Linked DNA regions of Sus scrofa: region 2 is linked to region 1. The links are chromatin contacts, called in public HiChIP or PLAC-seq maps. All regions are on one chromosome and are shown on one strand. Each heading gives the region's core, a stretch centred on a gene start, on an enhancer-like site or on the middle of the called end of the contact. The rest is flanking DNA. Distances are from core to core; before and after follow the strand shown. Region 1 holds the start of SF3B1 (splicing factor 3B subunit 1). Region 2 holds the start of HSPD1 (heat shock protein family D (Hsp60) member 1).

The links. HiChIP or PLAC-seq counts read pairs in DNA pulled down with a chosen protein or histone mark.
Region 2: a contact with region 1 is called in an H3K27ac HiChIP or PLAC-seq map of skeletal muscle. The contact joins the promoter of HSPD1 here to the promoter of SF3B1 in region 1. A contact is called at or near these places in 1 of 5 promoter capture datasets (fetal liver), 12 of 47 Hi-C or Micro-C datasets (alveolar macrophages, epiblast stem cells, fetal liver and 5 more) and 2 of 2 datasets of contacts at active chromatin or transcription factors (alveolar macrophages and skeletal muscle).

The regions. Positions count from the first base shown.
Region 1 is chr15:101,335,799-101,339,733 of Sscrofa11.1, reverse strand. SF3B1 (splicing factor 3B subunit 1) reads left to right here and starts at 1,716. Exons shown (of 26, transcript XM_001928794.4): 1 at 1,716-2,017. COQ10B (coenzyme Q-binding protein COQ10 homolog B, mitochondrial) reads right to left here and starts at 1,722. Exons shown (of 5, transcript XM_001928774.5): 1 at 1,424-1,722. The coding sequence starts at 1,545.
Region 2 is chr15:101,371,765-101,375,699 of Sscrofa11.1, reverse strand. HSPD1 (heat shock protein family D (Hsp60) member 1) reads left to right here and starts at 2,202. Exons shown (of 12, transcript NM_001254716.1): 1 at 2,202-2,271; 2 at 3,167-3,342. The coding sequence starts at 3,169. It overlaps HSPE1 (heat shock protein family E (Hsp10) member 1), which reads right to left and starts at 1,681. Exons shown (of 4, transcript NM_214307.1): 1 at 1,619-1,681; 2 at 927-1,091. The coding sequence starts at 1,621.

The DNA of each region.
Region 1 (3,935 bases), core at 467-2,966:
GAAGAGAAAATCAGATTAAAGAATGGCTGAGAACGAGTTCCCACTGTCACATCGTGGGTTAAGGACCCAGTGTTGCCACAGCTTTGGCTGGGATTTGACTCCTGGCCTGGGAGTTTCCATATGCTGTGGGTGAGACCAAAAAAAAAAAAAAAAAAAAAAAAAAAGAATGGTAAGAATGGTTGAAGAACACTCAGCCAGCAGATGAGGGGGATACCTGAGAATATGGCTTCAAAAATACAAGAAAAAGCTTTTGAAAAATTAAAGCTGTTTATAAAAATTAGATGGGTTTATTTCCAAAGGTAATGTAAGATAAGTCAATGAAAATGGTTAACTAAATGCTGCATGACTGTGGAAAAGGATCAAATACATGAACTGTATGAATGAACTTATCCCGTAGATTCATCTCTTAGACTAAGGGTGTCATGTGTTCCTGAAAATCCTTAAAAATATGTTCAGTGAATTTTAAAGGTAGTAATAATACTAACAACATTTTCTGAGTAAACTCATACACTTTGCTTTAAAGTGGTAGTATACCAATAAAAATTAGTAATAGTTACTCTGCTAAATGAAGCAGAACAGTAGAAATAAAATAAGCTACTAATTTGGCTTGTTGGTATTTAAAAAATTTATTGAATCTAAAAGTTCTGGAGCGAATCCAAATTTGTGCCTTCTCTCTCCACCCTGTACAGTTTACAACTGGAATTCATGTTAAACGTTAATTTTAATTTTCGAGCATAATGTATTAAAATGTCATTAATAAATGGAAACTACGCGGTCTAAGTATGGAATCCTTCATGTCTCCACCTCCATCACCTAACAAAAAAAACCCAACAACCAGGAAAAGTGAAGGCAGATTCTGGCTCAAGGTGTTACAGGATCGCTAAGCTCCAACAGCACGGAAAACAAAATCCACAAGTCCCCTATTTCGGCTTCAATTGAGTTTAGCAAGCACCAAAGGCCGGGGGCAAAAACTGTTAACAAGAAACTGAGAAAGCAAGTCTGGCCATTGGGCACGCTCACCGCCAGGCAACAAACTCCCACAAACCCATCAACTCGCAACTCTGGCGCTGCAGTTAACTTTCCGAGAGCAGCATAAGTAGGCCCGGAAGAGCCCAAAGGCACCTCCGCGGAGCTGCTTTATCAGCTGCTTCTAAAGTCGCTAGGCGGATGATTCACCGCCTCTCGCGAGGGCAACGAACTACAAACAGACGGGGCATCCGGAACAGGCCAGCGAGCCTCAGCCCAACGCGGGGGGGCGGGCGGGGAATGCGCGCGGCCCCAAAGGCAGCAGACCTACCCTTTCTCTCCAGAGACCGGGAAACTCATCGGGCTCGCCTATTTCACCCCAAATGACCCCGGTCCCTTTGCTCGGCAAGGCTGGGCGGAAAACTACCCCCAATGCGGCGAACCCATTGTTCATTACCTGATGTTCCGCGGAGGCCCCTGCGCAGGAGCCGGGACTCCGGTCGCTGTCGCCGATTTTGGACGGCATCCCGAGACCACCTTTCTCAAGGTTCTCTGGCCTGTCCGAGCTGCCACAAACATCTTACCGAAGCCGGTGCGCCTCTGGGACCAGGCAGACGGCACCGCCCTCCTTCCCGGGGCCCGACCTTCCCGGCGCCGGCGCCTTCCAGCCAATCGGCGGGCCCCCTGAGCCGCCAGACACGCCCCTTCTCCCTCCCAGATTGCGCAGAGCTGACGCACATTCCCACTGCCGCAGGGCGTCCTGTAAACGCGCTCGTCATCCTTCCTGCCAATCAGAGGGGGCGTAGGGCCATCGGTACCCACCTCTTTCCGCCGGCCACTCTCTAGTTCCTGCCGCGCGCTTGGGCGCCTTACGTAAGGTCCACGGTGACCGCTCACCCCCCTTCCCGCGCTGGAACTCTTCCCCGGATTCGTCAACCGCCGCGGTTCTCTTGGGTGCTGTTTCCGGTCGTGAGGCTCGCCACATGAGCGCAGCCCGGGGGCGGGAGGAAGCCCGAAATTCTAGGTGTTAGTTATGTAACTATCCAAACCGGTGAGTGCTGGGTCGGACCTGCCATCCCTGCTGGCCGTCAGTCTTGTTGTTAATGATTGTCTAATACAGTACCTGCCGTGCTTACCCAGTGAGGTTGGTGTGAGGGCAGTGTAAGGCCATGTCGTTAGGAAAGAGACTCGGGGGCGTTTGCTTTCTGCCTGTGTAGGCAACATTTTAATTGGTGTTCGTATGTGATAATGCTTTGTGCAGTTGAAATCCGTTGCTAGAAAGCATATTAAGCATTTTCCAGTACAACACAGGAGGTTCTTGTCCATTGAGGTGGTTCTGAGCTGCATCGAAATAATCCAATATCAGATTACTTTCGAATACCCAGTCCCTGCTCTTCTTGTCTTGAACTTTAAATATTGCCTCAAACATATTGCTTTAAAACACGTTTTAAAAAGTTTTATTGAAGTATAGTTGATTTACATTAAAACACATCTTAACCGTATTACTCCCCCACTCAATACCCCAGTGGTTACCAGTTGTCTACAAAATACAGGCATTGCACTAGGACATCCTACTGACTCCTATTGCAAACTACTGGTATTGTTAACTAGAAGGCCTGTTAACATTTTCAGTGCAAGACATGATGTACTTGTGTACTTAATATAAGGCTTTTTTTTTTTTGGACTTTTTAGGAATATGGAAATTTCCAGGCTCGAGGTTGAATCAGAGCTGCAGCTGTTGGCCTCCGCCACAGCTACAGCAACCCACTGAGCAGGGCCAGAATCAAACTCATATCTTCATGGATACTAGTCGGATTCATTACCGCAGAGCCACAACGGGAACGCCAAGGCCTTCTTTTGTTAAATCCAAAATTTTCTCACTGAACTCTTCCCAGACACAAGAAAATATCTATTGAATTGAGTCACCCAATTGAATAGTTTACCAATTAAAACTTATAAGGCAAATAAAGGAATTTTTGTAATAGATGACAGTGTAGAGTACTCATTTGACTTCTCAGCAAAGGAAAGAATAATATAAACTTAAAGGTGATAATAAACTCTGGTTGAGTTTTAGTAGATGACAGTGCTTCCACAAATGGGGGCTAAAAATCTGTCTCTACAATAGGAGAAGATTGGTAGTAAATTGAAACTCAGCAGAGACCTGTGGGAAGCAGTATGTTAGAGTCCAAACCAGTTATGCTGCCAAAAATATATTTGATACAACACCACCTATTAAGTATTCTTGACAAAATAATTGAATCTGAATCTGGTCAAGCTTTTATGTTACACCAGTTTAAACAAGGAATAGAACATATTAAATGGTACCAAGAGGATACAACCTGCCAAATACAGAATATGGAAAATTCTGTGGGACAAATGACCTAATTTCATCAACAAATGTCAAGTAAAGGAGAACTGGGGGTGAGGAGACTGCTGAACTTTCCAAGATTTAAGAGGCATTATTTGGGTTTTGTTTTGAACAAACTATATATAAAAAGACATGCAGTGAGTTCCAGTTGTGGTGCAGCAGAAACAAATCTGACTAGTATCCATGAGGATGCATGTTCAATCCCTGGCCTCAATCAGTGGGTTGAGGTTCTGGTGTTACCATGAACTGTGGTGTAGGTTGCAGACACAGCTCAGATCCCAAGTTGCTGTGGTTGTGGCATAGGCCAGCAGCTGAAGCTCTGATTTGACCCCCAGCTTGGGAACTTCCATATGCCCTAAAAAAAAAAAAAAAAAAAAAAAAAAAAAAGGCATATACAAAACTGAGAAATTCAGCTAAAATATCTACTTTAATAAAAATCGATACTGAAGATTTTACGGGTACAAATGAGGTTTGTGATTTGCTTTTAAATAATCTAGTGGGGGTGGAGGAATAGAGTGTATGAAACAAAATTGATCATTTGTTGATAATTATTGAAATGGGTGTGGGTAATTGGGAGTTTATGGTAGTGTTATATCTAATT
Region 2 (3,935 bases), core at 953-3,452, 35 kb before region 1:
GACATCTAGTTGACCACACTTAACTTTTATGAATCAATTATGCTCACTCAAATCGTTAAAAAAAGGACTTGGTGCCGAAGTGATATAATTTATACAATCACAGTTTTCCACTCAAACATACTCCTTTAGTAGAATCATACTTCAAATAAAGCACCCGCAATGGCTTAAACCTGATTTCAGTGTAAAAGTACAAACAGTCATACCCAGAAAACGAAGCTTTTTAATTGTTAAACATTAACATAACCTCTCAACTATGTGTAGTCAACCACTTTTTAAACCTCTCAACTATGTGTAGTCAACCACTTTTTAAACCATCATGCACAATGATCGTTTAATTTCTTACATCGTACAAAAACGTGAGTTTCCTGACTTTGAAACATACACTTCTTTTGTGATTCAAATTCCTTTCCTTCAAAGCAGATTTTGGGAGAGGAATTGAAGCTGAGCACCAAAGCCTTCCTATTCCTAACTCCGAAACAGCTCCTTGCTAGAACTTTCTTAGAGGTAAGTGGAACACTTCAGTAAACATAATTGACCCCAAGGGGCATGTATTGTGAATTCTAGCTGACACTTCTAGAGGTCTGAGATCTAACCCTCAACTTGAGAATGGCTAGGATAATCCAGCCAATTTCCTTTATATGACAATTAAAGCAAAAGGTGATTAAAGTATAAGGACAATTTCAATGCGTTAGAGATTAAACCCAGAGCTCAAATTTCCCCTCAAGTCCGAAAGAGCCCCCACAGGTTATCTTTACCCATAACTATGCCTATTGATTTTAACAAGCTGGAACTCTCCCTTCATCACATAAAATAAGCGATTTTACTTCATACACCCACTAAATAATAATCATTAAAATAAATTATCTAAAAAGGACTCCTCCTCTACATTTTACATAAAAATTAGTTCCATTTTAGTCCCCGTTTACCTTTCCTTTAGAGCCTGATCCAACAGCTACTACGGTTGCTTGCAATACTTTTCCTTGAGATTTTTCTGGAAGCATAATGCCTCCTTTGGTTACCGTTTCAGCTGCACTTCTTTCAACTAATACTCGATCAAAGAGAGGAAGAAACTTTCTAAATGCTTGTCCTGCCTGCAGAAAAAAAAAATATTAGACAATGCCAACATTGAGTCTATTAACTCAAAGTAAATACTTCTGAATCTTCAGCTCTGCGTTCTGAGTTTAACTTCCCATTCCCTGGGTCTGTCAGGGTCGTCGTAGCACCTCTGGTCAATATCCAGAGGAACTTAAGGGCAACTTCAGATTACTCCAAGGTCAAGTATCCTCCGTCCTCGGATTTTTCTGGAAACTGCCGGCAAACATTTTAGTCCCTTTGTCTGAAGACATTCTTTTTCCACGACAATTACACACCCACTAATGCCGCGCAGAAGTGGATCGGCCGCCGCCGCGTGTGCATCCGGATTCCCGCCCCCTGACCACACGCTGTCTCACACGCGCGTGCAAATAACCCAAAGCATAGGGAAAAGGTCGGTGGGGCCTCGCTTCTCCAGGATTCGGGTGGGGACCGGTCCCTGACTGACCCCTACCCTGCCTGCTAGGCCCCAAAGAAATAGTCCGTGCGCCCCAGGCTCACGGGTCCCCAGCCACGCGGGACTCACCATGACCCCGGCCACCGCAACTGCTAGCCTGCTCTCAAGCCGCCGCAAGGAAAGACCTGCAGTACTGCCCTCCGTCCACGTGAACTCGGGAAAAGGCCGCCGAGCGCGCAGGCGCGCTCGCCCCCGCCCCCAGCCCCTCCCCGCTAGAGGGGGCGGCCGCACCCGCGCGCGCCGCGATTCGTCTCTTGGGATCTGCGCAGGTCACTGACGCGCGGACCCGGAGGCGGAAGAAAAGACGAGCTTTTTCTAGGCTTTTCTAGGCCGCCGGGCGAGGTGAAAATACTAGCCCTTTGCCCCCCTCCCGGAAATGACGCGCTGTGACCCTTGACCCACACAGAGCGCGGCCCTCCCCGGAAAGTTCTGGAACGGCGCGCAGCCCGGGAACTAGCCTAACTCGGCCAGGGAGGGCTGAGTCCGCCGGCCTGGACTAGCGCGGGCGGGGAGGGGCGGGACTGGTGCCAGGCGCGTGCAGATTGCAGGGCCCGAGCGGACGGGAAGAGGGCGGGAGCCGCCCGCACGCGCTCTGCGGAGGGGCGGGGGGAACGGCGGAGGGAGGAGACACGGGCTCTTTGCTGTGTGCGCCTTGCACTCTGTCCCTCACTCGCCGCCGACGGTCCGTCTCGCTGCCCGCACGCCGTGCCGCTGCCCCGCAGGTACGCGGCGTCCCGCGCCGCCTCAACTCATGCGCCTCGGACCCCGGAGCCGTCCTTCGACTGCTGCCCCGAGAGGGCTGGCGGCAAGAGCCAGAGCTTCCCCACACGGCGCTGCAGGCCCAGGCCCGCTGCGCCAGGCCTCGTGGGTCCTTGCGGGGGCCCATCACGTGCGGTGTGGATAGCTCGCCCGGGCAGGACGCAGCAGGGAGGGCTTGTCCCGGAGTTAGTGTGTAATCTGTGGAGTGTTATGCACATGGTTCCTCCGGTGCAATCCGCTTCTGGCCGGGTGTGGGGGTTCCCTGGAGGGTGGTCGCAGCCCATGGCAACGGCCTGTGACCCTGCGGCCAGCTGGGGTGCCGCGCCTCCAACTTTGACCTTGCTGGGGCGTCCTGATGGAAAGACACGTGGGGCCACGCGGAGTGGGCCGGGCCGCCGCCCCCAGTTTCGCGGCTTTGCCTGCTGCAATGATACAGTAGCCCCGAGTGGATACATGAAGAACCATTTTAATAAGGATATTTGCACTGTCAGTATTTTTTACTTCCCTGGTCATTCGTTTTTCGGGAGACGATCGGCGCGGTTTTGCTCTCAAGGCCACTTTAGCGGTGAAAGATTAACTCGTTTTTCAGCGTCAAGAGTTGGTGGCCATGGGGAAGATGGATGTGCTTTTTGCTAGTGCTGTAGGTCAAGGCTTGGGGCGGCCTCTTAAAGCTTGCGCCAGTAGCGGGTGTTCTGAGGCTGTGGTGTGTTCCCAAGCCCTGGTGTCTAGGCTGGTAGAGGTGAGGTCAGCTCAGCTCACTTCTGGCATTTATTCTGTTTCACGAGGGTCATGTTTGTGTTGTAACACACCACGGGTAGTGCTAATATTGTACTGACGATCTACTTGTTTCTCCCCCAGAAATGCTTCGATTACCCGCAGTCCTTCGTCAGATTAGGCCGGTGTCCAGGGCACTGGCTCCTCATCTCACTCGGGCTTATGCCAAAGATGTAAAATTTGGTGCAGATGCTCGAGCCTTAATGCTTCAAGGTGTAGATCTTTTAGCGGATGCTGTAGCCGTTACTATGGGGCCAAAGGTACCAGTATTCTTATTTTGTTAACTTACAGTATTGTTAAGGAATCCTGTTTTGCTGATGGCAAGAGCCACGCCAAGATACTCAACAGTGCTTTGGTATCCAAAACTACTGCTGCCACATTTGCCAAACTATTTTGTACAAGGTGTGATGTAATCGGATGGTAACTTGTAGCTCAAGATGGATTGTTAAACTCAAGGTGGAATGAATCTCACTTTCTTGCTTGAGTTAAATTTTGGATCCTTTCTCAGTAGTTAGTACCAAGTATACAGGGAAAAATGTTAGTCCACAATGCCTTAAGTATGTGCTTGTAGCTACTAGTTTTACTTGATGTTTTTATGCTATCCCTTCTGTTCCAAAGCACATTTAAAATTTTAAGTCTAGTTTAACAAGTGATTGATGAGTGAGGGGGTAATGAGTAATTTCAAAAAAGATTTTTTTTTTTCTTTTTTTGGTCTTTTTAGGGCCAAACCCTCGACATGTGGAATTTCCCAGGCTAGGGGGTCAAATTGGAGCTGCATCTGCAACCTACACCACACCTTTGGGCAACGCCAGATCCTTAACCCACTGAGTGAGGCAAGGGATCGAACCTGGGT